Linked DNA regions of Mus musculus: regions 1 and 2 are each linked to region 3. The links are chromatin contacts, called in public promoter capture Hi-C maps. All regions are on one chromosome and are shown on one strand. The core of a region is the stretch at or near the end of the contact, and the rest is flanking DNA. Distances in the headings are between cores, read along the strand shown. Region 1 holds the start of Zmynd10 (zinc finger, MYND domain containing 10). Region 2 holds the start of Slc38a3 (solute carrier family 38, member 3). Region 3 holds the start of Poc1a (POC1 centriolar protein A).

Region 1 (4,323 bases), core at 499-2,998, 1.3 Mb after region 3:
TGAGGCTGGCTAGCTGGAACATGTTACTATGGCTACTTGCCCCTACTAAGGCCTCCTTGGTCCACTGGAGCTAGACAAGTATGGTTGTACATATGGTCTGGAGGGTGAGACTCGGTTTTGTAAATAAAGTTATGTGTTTCATCCTGTGGAATATTGAGTACTGCTTCAGCCAACAACTAAAGACCAGTGAATGTGAAAGCCATGCCAACTGGCCTGGGCTGGCTGGAGCGCCATCTAGTGGGCAAAAATGTCAAACAGGCTGAAGGTTTTTGTTTGTTGATTGGTTGGTTTGTTTTGGGTTTTGAGGGATGAAGGAGGTTGATTTTTCTGAGACAAAGTCTCACTATGTAACTCTGGCTGTCCTGGGATTCACTACGTAGCCCAGGCTGGCCTACTCAGTCAGGGAGCTGACTACCTCTGCCTCTGAGTGCTGGGATTAAAGGTGGGCGCTGGAATGCCTGGCCACACTTAGATTTTTAACTTTTTGTTTGTTTGTTTTTTTATTTTTATTTTTTGGCGGTCAGTACGAGGTGGAGCTAAGACGGGCTGTTATAAAGCACAGAGTGGCCTGGAACTTCCTGATTTGAACTTCTGATTCTCCTGCCTTGGTCTCCTGAGTTAGTTAATTAGGATTATAGATTTATGTTCCCACACCCCACGTATGCAGTCCTGGGGACTGAAGCCAAGGCTCTGTGCATGCTAGACAGGCAAGTTCTCAGCTATGAGCACTGCTCTGGCCTATAAACCGAAAGAACTAGAATCAGGTAAGATGGATATAATATATTGGGACAGGAGCAAAAATTGCTCTGTATTAGATGGCCAAGGAGGATCTGAGTGACTGAGCCTTGAAGGAGTAAGACTATTCCAGAAGAAATAAGGCAAGGGCCCAAACATGGTGGCGCATGCTTGTGATGCTAACACTAAGGAGGCTGACACAAGTGAATTAGTTCAAAGACAGCTTGGACTATACAGAGTTAAAGCCAGCCTGGCTGACATAGTCAAACCCTGTCTCAGAAAGCCTGTAGGAGGAACTCAGGGAAAGCTCATGAGGTTGGGACGTGGAAAACAAGCACGGTGGTGCACGCCTCAATCCACAACACTGGGGAAGCCGACCAAGAAGAAGGAAAGCTTAAACCAGCCCTGGCTCTATAGCGAGCTCCGTGTCGGTCTTGGCTATATAATGAGAATCCATCTCAAAGAGAGGATGGGGTTCTGGGGAGATGGCTCACACACAAACGTTTTTAAAATAAAAGAGAATGGGACAAAAAAAATGAAGCACGTGGGTAGGAGAGAGGGCGGGAGGAAGGTTCTTCCTGGTAAGCCGCTGTGGTCTGGTATTTTGGGAGCCAGCGCCATTCTGGAGGGAGGTATGTTAGGTGCACATCATTAGGACTCCTGGCTGCGGGCCTGAGCCTGGTAACGCATGCCTTAATTTCAGCACTAGAAAGACAGAGCACACAGAGGCCAGTGGAACCCTTTGATTTGAAGGCCAGCTCGGTATAAATAGGAAGTTCCACGCCAGCCTATGTCATAAAAACGAAAAACTGAAAGACTCAGCTGCTGAGACCGCGGTAGCTACCCTATTGAGGGGCTAAGACAGTGCAGCTGCAGGAGTTGCACACTCACAGCTGTGCAAGCCCTGGGGAGGTGTGGCGAGTGGGTCTGGCATCTGGGGCTGCTTATTGGCGGTGAGGTAGGCGTGGCAAGAGCGGTATCGAGACAAAACTACGCAGGCGCCAAGCTCCCTCGTTTCCATGGCGACGACGACTCAAGCGCTTCAACGGCTTGGCAACTGCCCTGTCCCAAGACTTTGGTCCTACCGCTGGACTCTGTAGTCCTAAGTGTTTCAGTTTTCCCTATTCGGGTTGCTTCCCAAAACCAAAGGAATCTTAGCCCCTGGCATGGGTGACCTGGAACTGCTGCTGCCTGGGGAGGCTGAGGTGCTGGTGCGGGGCCTGCGCAGCTTCCAGCTTCGGGAGATGGGCTCTGAAGGGTGAGGCAGCCGCCACAGGTGGAGTCACTGGTCTTTTAGTGGAGGAGCTTGGAACTGACATTGGAGAAGGGGTTGCCAGTGTGGAGGGGCCTCCAGGTGGGTAGGCAAAGCTCTCTGAGATAGAAGCGTATGGCCCCCGTGCCCCTCTGGCCCCAGGACAGGATCATGGTAGTCTTCAGTAGGATCCAACCCCACCCTCACTCCCGTTGCACATCTGGTCACCCAATGTACATACATCCCTTCGGGGGCAGGTGGAATAAGCAGCATGAGAGCCTGGAGAAGCTGAACATGCAAGCCATCCTTGATGCAACTATCAGCCAGGCTGAGCCCATCCAGGAACTGCTAATCAACCATGGGAAGGTACGTCCAGGTCCCAGGCAGGATTCCTGCCTTCTATTGTACCTCTTGGGGACACTAGGCAGCACCTGTTCTTCCTTCAGGCCTGGTACACCTAAGTGGGAAAGAAAAATATGTTTGTTTTATTTTGAGATAAGGTGTTGATCTGTAGCCCAGATGGCCATTAGCCTAACTGTGTCTGCCTCCCAAGTGCCGGGGCTGCAGGCATGCCTCGCTGTACCTGGCTGGCTACATTTCCTATTGTACCCTCAGTGGATGCGAGAGTGGATGGAGCCATGGATCCTAGGCTCCAGGGGGAGTGCTCAAGTGCTGACATGAGCCTGAATTGACTGTAAGGCCAAAGAGATCCTCTCTAAGGAGGAAGTGAGGCTTTCCAAATGGGGAAGGTAGCACACTAGGAGAAAGTAGAAGCCGGGAAAGATGCCTGGCTGGAGGCTGGGCCAAGGGCGGCCCTAGTTCTCCTGCAAGAGAAAGGCAGAGCTGGGTAGCAGGGATTGGTCTAGGAACAGGGCTCAGTAAAGGGCTGAAGTAAGAGTAAGGCCAGGTGACAAAGACCAGAATAAGGACAGGAAGAGCAGAGCTGCCCTAAAGTGGGGTATCCCTGGACGGAGGGTGGGGTAAGGTGCAAGAGGGCAATGGCAGTAAAGGCCATTCAGAGGAAACCCAAGAGAGTTGGAGACTTAAGACAGGCTAAAGCTGGGACAGGAAAGCTGAGGGACCAAGGCAGGGCCATTTCACCCCTGCTTCTCCCCCGTCCTCCGCAGATCCCAACGCTGGTGGAGGAGCTGATTGCGGTGGAGATGTGGAAACAGAAGGTTTTCCCTGTGCTGTGCCGGCTGGAGGACTTCAAGCCCCAGAATACCTTCCCCATATACATGGTGGTGAGCTGGGCCCTCAGAGTCCTGAGCCGAGAAAGATAGCTAACAGCCAGTCCCTGTCTCTCCCTCTCAGCCCAGCCCCGTCCTCTTCGACAGGTACACCATGAGGCCTCCATCATCAATCTCCTAGAGACAGTGTTCTTCCACAAGGTGAGACACTACTCTGCAGGCCTGAGCCTGGTGGGCTATGTCGGCCGGGGAGGGCATCGAACCCCAGAAATATCCCCTCCCTGAACCCCCCCAGGAGGTGTGTGAGTCAGCTGATGACAAGGTCTTGGACCTAGTAGACTATTGCCACCGCAAGCTGATACTGCTAGTGGCCCGGAAAGGCGGTGGTGACCTGTCTGAAGAAGAACAGTTCCAGGACAGTACCCCTATGCAAGTAAGCTACGGTTTCCTGGACTTAACAAAATCTCGATGTGAGTTCTCTCCAGCCTCCACAGGCAGGGTGAATGCTATGTGCCTGTGCCCCTACCCCCCTCTCCCGCACCATCAGGAGCTGCAAAAGCAGGCGGAGATGATGGAATTTGAGATATCCCTGAAAGCCCTCTCGGTGCTTCGCTACATCACAGACTGCGTGGATAGGTGGGCCACCCTCCAAGGCCCGGGGGCGAGCACACAACAAGGGGCTGTGTGTCCTGGCCCGTGGCCTCTGCTGACCACCCTTCTACCCTACCTCTAGCCTTTCCCTGAGCACACTGAACCGCATGCTCAGGACTCACAACTTGCCCTGCCTCTTGGTGGAACTGCTGGAGCACAGTCCCTGGAGCCGGCGGGTAGGAGGTAAGGCTCCCCCTCCCATTTGCCTAAGATGTAACTGGCTGCTTCCAGAACACCCTTCAGGATCAGTGTGAAGGGTACAGGGTACACATTTAGGATTCTGGGATACCTCACCCGAGATGGGACTAGAGTTTGACTCTGAGGCAGACAAGTCCTGTGAACCATTTGTTGAAGACTCCACCTTGTTCTGACGTCTGGTGGCCCAGGCTTTCTAACCTTGCCAGGCAGTGGTGGACAGTCCTCCGGACCACACACTCTCAAAGATAACACAACACCCACCGGCATCCGGTGGGCTCCTTCTCCTCCCCCAGGCAA
Region 2 (4,602 bases), core at 501-3,000, 1.4 Mb after region 3:
ACATTTCAGCTTGCTGGGCACACAAATGCCTAAACTGCATTTAGTCTCTCGCAGGCACTGCCTTGCAAACATGCTTTGCCCTCAGTCTTTCTGCTTCCACTCACACCCAGCGCAGACTCCCAGGGTGTGCTTCATTCAGCTTCTGATCTTTTCCTGGTTCAGCCTGGAGTTCATGATCTACCTGCCTTCGTTGGGCCTGTTTCTCCATTTGTGGTCGGAGGGGGGCCATGGCCCCTGACTCAAGTACAGGGATAAGCAAGTCTTGGGGCCTGGCTTTCTGGAGCCTTGGACTGTGGGATACAGCAAGCCTGGGATAAGACCACACTCAGAAGGATGATTTGAGAGGCAGTGAAGAGATGGGATCCCCAGACCCAGGGTGAACGAAGCTCTGAGGCACACCGTTCTCATCTTTCCTAGAGACACAGTCTCATGCTCAAACCCAAGAAATCAGAGCTTGCATTCCTGGTTCTGCCATCCCAGCCTCTCCAAAGTGCCGGGCATGGCCTCATGCACTCCTGATCTCTCCCATCATGGGGCTTCTTAGGGGAGGTTTCCACAGCTGTGCAGATGTTCCCTATTTCCAAATCGAACGATCCTTGGATTTATCTAGCTTTCTAACACCCTATCACACAACGAATCATCCAAGGGACTGACCTCTTTTCTGGAAAATAAGCCCCTACCCCAGATTGTGTGCCAGGGGTCTCTTTTAGGGGACAATGTAATGGCGGGACGTGGAGAAAGCAAAGGGGGAAGAACAGGACTGGTGGGCTAAAGTGCCATGGAGATGTCCTTCGTGGTTACTCCTCAGGGTGCAAGAGCCCCCTCCCTCCGCACACAGGAGAAAGAAGACCTGGATTCAGGTCTCAGGTCACGTGACGAGGGGGAGCTGCGCTTGGGGCGCAGTTCTCACGTGCTCCATCCTTGGCCCCCTTCTCTAGTGTAAACAAACGGCACGCATTCATGAAAACTGAGTCCTGCGCCCTGGCTAGTTCTCACACCTCGGCCAGCCAGGTCCACAGGTGGACAGGAGCGCCCATTGCACCCCGCCCTCAAGCCTAAGTGTCACAAAAACCCAGAGCAGGCAGTGCCCGCTGGCCTCACTGCAAATGGCACTGGTTCTGGGGCCAGCATGTACCCCGTGGCCCCTCAGGCGTCCCGGCCCGATCTGCCCTCAAACTGCCCAGAGAGCGGGATAAATATACCCGGATCGCCGGCGTGCCAACCGGCGGATCTGCCTCTCAGGCGCCCGTCGGGGCAGCGCTCCAGGGTCTACTCCCGGCCATTCTTTAGCTGGTGCCCGCGGGTCCTGACTCAGGAAGTCGGTCCACTGTTTCCTGAGCTTCAAACTAGGTGTTCTGTGGATCTAACCCCGGGCTGCTGTCCCCTTCTGTTCTGCTTGGCTCTACCAAGAAGCGGAATCAACGAGGTGCCCCTCCCCGCACCCTGGCGCAAGCTTGGAGCTGGTGCCTACCCGCAAGCTCACAAACCTGTGCTCTGGAGCTCGCAAGATTCTGACTCTCGGAAAGCTGAGACGCCTGCCCGGGTCTCGGGGTACAAGGAGAGCTTCCCAGAGCCGACTATGCACTGGGGGAGGTATTGTGGGCTCCTTCTGCCCAGCGCCCCTGTGCTGGTGGCTCTATATCCCCCGGCCGTACCTGGCCTCGTGGTGGGCACGTTCAGCACACTCCGTTCCAGAGGGTGAGATCCGCTCTGCTCCAGGCTGAGCGCAGGGCTGCAGCGGCAACTGCAGCAGCAGGGGATGAAGGGTGCCCGGCCCCGCCCCTGGCCCGCCCCCGGCCCGCCAATCCCAGGCTGCCCGAGGGAGGAGGGGCTGGTCCGGGGAGGAGCGGGGGCCTGGCCGACTTGTCTCAAAGGGGTAGTCGGTGCCCTTGGTGACCTCGAAGCCTATAGGTGGGAGAGCCTGATTGGGGAGGGGTCGCTAGAGCCTTGAAGGATCGGGGCGATGGTTCAGGTCAAAGCAGAGATCTTTGTGAGGACAGTGACTGCCCTGAACCCCTGAAACATTCTGCCTACATTTCTCTAAATCCCCGAAGAGATCTTCAACCAGAAGAAATAGGAATACCGAAGGCTTAACTTCAGTGAGGGGCTTGGAACGGACGGCTTTCAGACTTACGCCTTTTCTACCTTGCCTGGGTCGACCGCCTTTGCTTAGCAGGGGTGGATGGAGGGGCTATCTCAATCAGTTTTTTTCTTCCCCTGAGATAGTACCCTAGAGGCTGAAGCAAATACGGTCTAGGACAGCGAAAACAAGGGGAGATCGCACTGTGTCTTTTCAAGCCTTGCACCGCTATGCTCTCTACTCTACGAGTGAGTGACTGCTGTCAGCCTGCCCATCAGAAACGGGGGCAGGACTTGTGAGAAAGAGATTTTAGGGAGGGCTCTTTCTTGGCTGGTAGTCAGTGCCACCTCTACCTGATTCCCACCTACAGCTCCGGTGCTCAGAGGCAGGTGGCAGAGGGTAGGGAGCTAGGGGAGGCGTTGACCTTTCAGGCTAAAGGGGCCGGGACAACAGCTGTGCCTCTCTTTTCTCAGCCACTGGCTCTGATCCGATTAATTCCATGGCCTCTGCTGTTCCTCTCCAAGCTGGACTTCTCTTGTCATATCTACCTCCTGATGTCATATCTACTTCCTGGCGCTGTGAAGCATGCCTTCAGAGGCCGGGTCTCATGCTTCCCTGCCTGAGGCTGGGAGTCGGGACTCCTCAAATCCCGAAGCCCTGGATTCCCTTCCTGCTGACTCATAACACTAGCACAGCCAAGCCCAAGCGTGCCTCAGTTTCCCTCTGTATCAGAAAGAAATGGTCGTCTTGCCCTTTGGCCTGAGAGAAGGGGGTGGGGGTGGGGTAAAGTGAAAGCCATGAACTAAGACCAGATGCTGCCTAAGAGGGCCAGGGAGCTGAGGGCCTAAGGAAACAGGCCCTGGGGTGACAACAACTCCAGGAACACAGGCCATCCAAGCCTACCTTTCCGGTAGCTAGATGACAGGAAGGAAAGATTTGCATCCTTACCCAAGGCTGACATAATTGCCAGACCAGAGCTTACTTACCACATTGTGAAGGGCCATTAGACTCCCAACCTCTAAAACAGCATGAGAAACAGGTAGAGTGGCACATGCCTGCAATCCCAGCCCCGAGGGGAGCAGGGAGAACAAAATGGCTGAGACAGAATCACCTTGGATACTCACAGGAGCTATTTGTCAAGGGGTAGTGGCACCCACGGGCAGTTCCTGAGGGTCCTGACTAGGCTCAAGGTCACTCAGCATATGGACATTGGTGTCCTCAGTCCAAAGGGAACAGGCTGAGACTGGCTGTGCTGGGCTTCTGAGGGAGGCCTGGAGACTTAGTGATGAGGGGTCCCTGGGTAAGGCCAATCACATTGAAGCTGGGGGAAGGGTGACTGTTTGTTGTTGCTAGGCCTGGACCCCTGCCAGGGTAAACAGAGCTCTGAGACCTTCCTTGCCACGCCACCTGCAGAATCTCCCAGCCCAGCCTATATCAGCTGCACAGCCTGGATAGGACGCCAAGAGAGGCCAGGCACCTTCTTCTAGAGGTCCTTGTAACCTCCATGGTGAGGTACCTTTTTCAGGAGAAAGAAAGCTTTATTATCTGTGGCGCTAGGCCAGCCCTTGCCTCTATTCCCTGATTTCCACATTTCAGACACAGGCCTAAAAGATTGCCGGACACGTGGGATAGAGCTTAGAGTCAATTCTCCTTCCAAGGTCACATTGGTGCCATTCCCTTCCCTCTTCCTTAGCCTTTACCTATCCAGCCTCCAGTAGGGCAGGCTCTTCTCATACCTCATTCTACACAGTTCCTCCAGACCCTCTATGGCATTGATGCCCCATCTTCACCTCTAACCTAGTCCTTCTTGGATCCACGAATTCCATGGGCATCTGCAGATCCTCCTTTAAACACACACACACACACACACACACACACACACACACACACACACACACACACACCTGCTCCTGCTCAGCCCACTCCTGACGCAGCCTGGCTGACCACACATGATCCTACCATTTTTTTAGAACAGGCCAAATGTCATGCTTCTGTGCCTCTCTTCCCTTGCTTCACCAGCCCGAGAGCCTCACAGTCCTAAGTCCTTGGCAACCTCCGGTTTGTCCTTTAGCATTCCAAGGTGCCCAAATCGCCAAAGAAGCGGCCGGCTATTCTAGGTCTTGCTGTGGCTGTCCAATCAACGCCCCCAACACACTCAGTTCCAGCCTCAGCATCTTCATGTGCTTTTCGTAGGACATGTAGATGACAAATGTCTATCAGAATCAGTGCACCAATGAATGAAATCCCAGTGGAGCAGCAGACTCAGCTCAGGGGATGGGAGTGACATGTCTGGGCTGGATGAAAAAGAACTCTCCAGGGAGAGGCCAGGTATACACTAATAGATTCTGCACTATGTATACTATGTAACAAGATGAGATACATGTTAAGGAAACAAGTTGGAGACTTAAAGGGTTCACAGAAGAGGGAAATCTTGTTTCACACTCCAGAGGGGAAGACCCAAGCTACACTCTTTCATTGTTCAGTGCCCAGGAAGCTGCTCTTTGGACACAAGCAGAGTTGAA
Region 3 (4,514 bases), core at 138-2,637:
ACATAAGTATGGTACATATACATACAGGTAGGCAAAACATTCCTACATATGACATTCCTAAAAAAGTAAAAATAAAAAGTCTGTGGCTGCCAGAGGAAGGAACGCTAGGACCACATAGAGAGACCTTATCTGGAAAAGCAGCAAACTGCTACAGCTTGGGAATTTCCTGAGAGGCAATTCATTTTGACATTGTAGGAATATACAAACGTGACCATCATGTTTCTGGCATGGGGTGCTCGTGACACACTTATTGACAAGAGAAAAACTGAAAACTGTTTATGGGAAGGCTGGGAATTTGTGAGCACCTATTTTTGTCTTGAGACTTTCACCTTGCCTATGTTAAATTAGCTTAAACATTTCTAATGTCAAGGTACCAATTCTATGCCAACATAGTTAAAATAGGATCAGATATAGATCCTGTATCTCTCATCAAAACACTAAAAGAATTATTTTTAATGGTGTGTGTGTGTGTGCCTCAGGAGACAAGAGGTGTTGAACTGCCTCAGAACTGGAGTTCCAGGCAGTTGTAAACCATCTGACATGGGAGCTGGGAATAGAACTTTCGTCCTCTGGGAGAACCATATACACTCTGAACCAATGAATCATTCTTTTAGGTCCAAATACACTCCCCCACACGCCAGTTTCTGAGTTTACTGTCCCTGCAGATTTAGGGACACAGTTTCAAGCCTAGGCATGTGGTAAGAAACCTCAGGACACAGCCAGATCCTAATTAGTGTTTTGAGTATGGACAAGTTGGCCGGCCCAGGAGAGATGATGGATGGAAGGTTCTTGAATCTTACAAAACATCCAGTTCAGGTCAGATGCACAGGTCACTCTGGGCTTCGGCTGCTTTCATTGCAGAAGGTGGAAAAGGACGGCCTCTGGTGGTTCCGCCCGACGATTGCTTCTTTCACCTTTTTTTTTTTTTTGGAGCTAAGGTCAGGCTACGACCCAAAGCCTTCTTAAGGCTAAAGAGTTCCGAGCAAGACGGGCCGCAGTCACATCCCCTCTTAAGACAAACGCGGAGGCAGGCCCTCGGAGTAGACGCATTTTTCCTGAGGTCACCCAGTAGAGAATTAAGAATTGAACATATGTCTTTCTGCACCATGGTTCTGACTCTTGAATGACTCCATTTTTTTTTTTTTTAAATAGACACTTAGGAGTATTCGCAGGAACGAACCATTCTGGGGTCCCAAGGCGCTAATAACCTGGTTCTCCATGGCGCCTTGATCGGACGTTTTAAGCCAAGAGCAAGGCCAGTCAGTATCCTCCTTCCGGGATACTTAAGCCTGTCACTCATAATGGTAAAACTCCGCCCGCCCCGGAGCATCTCGGTAAATGTAGTTCTACCTTTATTAAGACTGTGGGGTATAAGTGCTATGTAGAACTTCATTTCCCCGATGGCTGCGCGCTCCGTTACCTGAGCTAGAGCTGAAGGGCCGAAACCTTCATCTAAGATTTTTTTTTTTAAGTTCTTAGGAGGAAAGTGTGACAGCGAACTGAGGCTTTTGGCTGCTCGGCGGGTCACCTCATCTGGAAGAGCGGGAGGACAAGAGCTTGACGCCTATCGAACGACCCGACTTCCGGTCGGCGGACAAAAACCTAGGGCGCTTCTCCTTTAATTGCGGTGGGCGGGACGCGGCGACGCCACCGGCGTTGCTATTGGTGGCGATTGGGGGCGCGGAAACTGAACTGGCACAACTGCCGACCCAGCTATCTCTGGCACTTGGGGCACAGCTGGTCCTACCAGCCCGCTAGCCCCGCTATGGCTGCTCCCAGCCAGGTAAGTCCCTGGATAGTGAGCACCTGACTGGTTGGAACAATGGCCGCGAGAGAGGCGGATGGTGACGCGGGGTTCTAGGGTGACCTCCTCATCCAAGGTTACGGGGTGGATCCGGGCATTGACTTAGCACCCCAGGTGCCAGGCTAGATGTTAGACCACCAGGACGAAGAAATAAGTCTCTGCCTCTGGAATGTACGGCGTATTGAGGAAGACACCATCAAGGCCCGACCCTTGTCGTGGCCTGGGGCGAGCCTCGTAAGCTTGGCCTCTTGTGAGCAACAGGTCTTTTTTGGAGGTGACATCCTTTTCCAACAAGTAGAAGCAGTAGGCCATCGGGATGCCTGGGATAGCGGAAGCCTGCAGTGTGTCCAGGGCTCGATTCTGACCCCTCCCCCCACTCCAGAAAAGGACTTCAAATTGGTCCTTTAAATAAGAATTTGCTTCCACAGGGCCAGGTGGTACCTGATGCACCTGAGAAGACTTGGGTAGAAATAGAAACCAGACTTTTGAGTGCCGATTTGATATTCTGTTTACATTTAGCTCCACGCAGATTTTAGGGGAAACTGTTCAGGGAAGAAGGCATTGGGAAGGGGTGTCACTGATGGAGTCAGACCTGAATCTGCTTCTGCCCACTGAGCCTAGGATGGACACTTCCTCACCCTTGTGTTTCTGAGAGGCTCTGGTGAGGACAGGAGAGGGAATGAGCCCTTGCTCCTTAGTTGATTCTTACCCCTGAACTACCAGGCCATCTGTTAAAAGGCGTGAACCTGCAGGTGTGCTTGGGGGTGGAGCTGGGCACTGGGCCTCACCTTTGTTTGGGGTAGAGCTTTGTGGAATAGCAATGGCTTCGCTGTATCATAGAAATATCCTTTCCCAAGCTGGGTTCCTTGGAGCTCTTCAGGTGGTTTGGTTGTGTGTGTGTGTGTGTGTTTTGTCGTTTTGTTTTTTTTGTTGTTGTTGTTTGCTTGTTTTGTTTTTAATTTTTGGTGTTTGAGGTGGAGGGAGATAACTTACTATGGTCTTGGCTCTCTTGGAATTTACTGTGTGGACCAGGCTGGCCTTGAACTCACAGTTCCACCTGCCTCTGCCTCCCAAGTGCTGGGATTAAAGGTGTTTGTTCCCCACACTGGGCCCATATTTGATCTGTTTGTTGTGGATTTATTGATTCGTCTGATCGTTTGTGTGGTTGTGTGTTTGCTGATCGTGAACCCTTCCTTGCTGTACTCATTTGTCCTAGCAGTTTATAGTGGATTCCTTAGAATTTTCAACATACGAGATCATGATTTGAGTGCTTTTAACGTCTCCTGGTTATAGGAAGAGTCTTAGTTCCAGGGAGGACCTGTTATCTCGTTATAACCATTTGACCTTGCTTTTTTTTTTTTTTTTTTTTTCCAGGAGGACCCCTCACTGGAGAGACATTTTAAGGGCCACCGAGATGCAGTCACCTGTGTGGACTTCAGTCTCAACACCAAGCACTTGGGTAAGAGAAGGCCTCAGGATTCTAAACTGAGACGGCTGAGTTTCTCACTGGGAGACGTGGTGTGGGGATGCCAGATACAGCAAGGACATGCTGCTCTTTCTAGCCTTGGCTTTGCTTCTAGCTGCCAGCCTTCTGGATGCTGGGCTCAGTAGGCTCCATAAGCTCCTTTTGCATGTGAAGAGTATAATGACAACTGTCTATAGCTCCAGTCCCAAGGGGCCTGACGCCCCCACACAGAGATACTTGCAGGAAAAACACCAAATGCACATTTTAGAAAAAGTATTAGAGACATACTTGTGTACACACTCAGGAATCCCATAATGACATTAAATTGGAATCTATAGTATGTACCGCAGAGGACCTGGGTACAGAGCCATGCAGGCTCTGTGCATGCTGGTAATGCAGTCTTGAAGAGAGAAACTAGGGCCAGGCATGGTGGCATGTAGCTTTAATCCCAGCACTAGGGGAGGCAAAGGCAGGTGGATCTTTGTGAGTTCCAGGACAGCCAGGGCTCCACAGAGAAACCCTGTCTCGAAAAACCAAAAAAGGAAAAAGAGAGAGACAGAGACAGAGACAGAGAGACTCTTTTTTTTCCTGTACATTCTAGCTACATCTTCAGTCTGTCCTGTGGCATGGGCCTCAAACTGGCTGCTTTTGAGTCTTCAGTTTGATTGCCAACAGTAAAGCGGCACATTTTCTTGTTTCAGAGGCCTGCCAAGTGAAAACGACGTTGAGTAGGGTCTGTCTCCTAACTCCATACCACTGCCCCTTCCTTGGACACTTTGGGGTTCCTAAGCAGCTTTCCTGGCTGCTTTGTTCGTGGCTTCAGCTCACCTCTTTGTCCAGATGCTGTGTTTTGCTGTAATCAGAGAAGGAGCTGAGGCCATTTTTTTGTCTTCTCCTTGGGCTTCCTATTAAGTTTGGTTCTTTCTTTTATTTTTACCCTGTCAGTCTGTCTGTTTGTCTATCTAGCTATCTATCTTTTGGTTCTTTGGGACAAGGTTTCTCTGTGCAGCCTTGCATGTCCTGGACCTCACACTATAGACCAGGCTGGCCTTGAACTTACAGAGGCTGCTTGCCTTTGCTCTCAAGTGCTGGAATTAAAGGTGTGCATCGCCACCGCCACTTGGCCTTTCTTTTATTTTTAATTTATTTTTAGATTTTCTTATTTTCTGCACATGAGTGTTTTTACCTGCATGCATATCTGTGCAGCACATTTGTGCCAGGTAGCTCCAGAGTTCAGAAGAGAAC

What was found. Promoter capture Hi-C pulls out the DNA fragments that hold promoters and counts their contacts. Capture Hi-C pulls out chosen DNA fragments and counts their contacts.
Region 1: a promoter capture Hi-C map of liver shows a contact between it and region 3, with 10 times the contacts expected there. The contact joins the promoter of Zmynd10 here to the promoter of Poc1a in region 3. A contact is called at or near these places in 5 of 39 promoter capture datasets (the C10 cell line, liver, neutrophils and 1 more), 1 of 484 Hi-C or Micro-C datasets (B cells), 1 of 115 datasets of contacts at active chromatin or transcription factors (astrocytes) and 1 of 9 other capture datasets (pancreatic islet).
Region 2: a promoter capture Hi-C map of liver shows a contact between it and region 3. The contact joins the promoter of Slc38a3 here to the promoter of Poc1a in region 3.

Annotation. Positions count from the first base shown.
Region 1 is chr9:107,545,556-107,549,878 of GRCm38.p6, forward strand. Zmynd10 (zinc finger, MYND domain containing 10) reads left to right here and starts at 1,749. Exons shown (of 12, transcript NM_053253.4): 1 at 1,749-1,993; 2 at 2,245-2,353; 3 at 3,115-3,231; 4 at 3,325-3,378; 5 at 3,473-3,610; 6 at 3,725-3,813; 7 at 3,911-4,011; 8 at 4,320-4,323. The coding sequence starts at 1,902. It overlaps Gm34106 (predicted gene, 34106), which reads right to left. Exons shown (of 2, transcript NR_168657.1): 2 at 2,013-2,444. It overlaps Nprl2 (NPR2 like, GATOR1 complex subunit), which reads left to right. Exons shown (of 11, transcript NM_018879.2): 11 at 1-151. The coding sequence ends at 3.
Region 2 is chr9:107,665,649-107,670,250 of GRCm38.p6, forward strand. Slc38a3 (solute carrier family 38, member 3) reads right to left here and starts at 1,751. Exons shown (of 16, transcript NM_001199217.1): 1 at 1,656-1,751.
Region 3 is chr9:106,279,674-106,284,187 of GRCm38.p6, forward strand. Poc1a (POC1 centriolar protein A) reads left to right here and starts at 1,388. Exons shown (of 11, transcript NM_027354.2): 1 at 1,388-1,783; 2 at 3,179-3,263. The coding sequence starts at 1,766.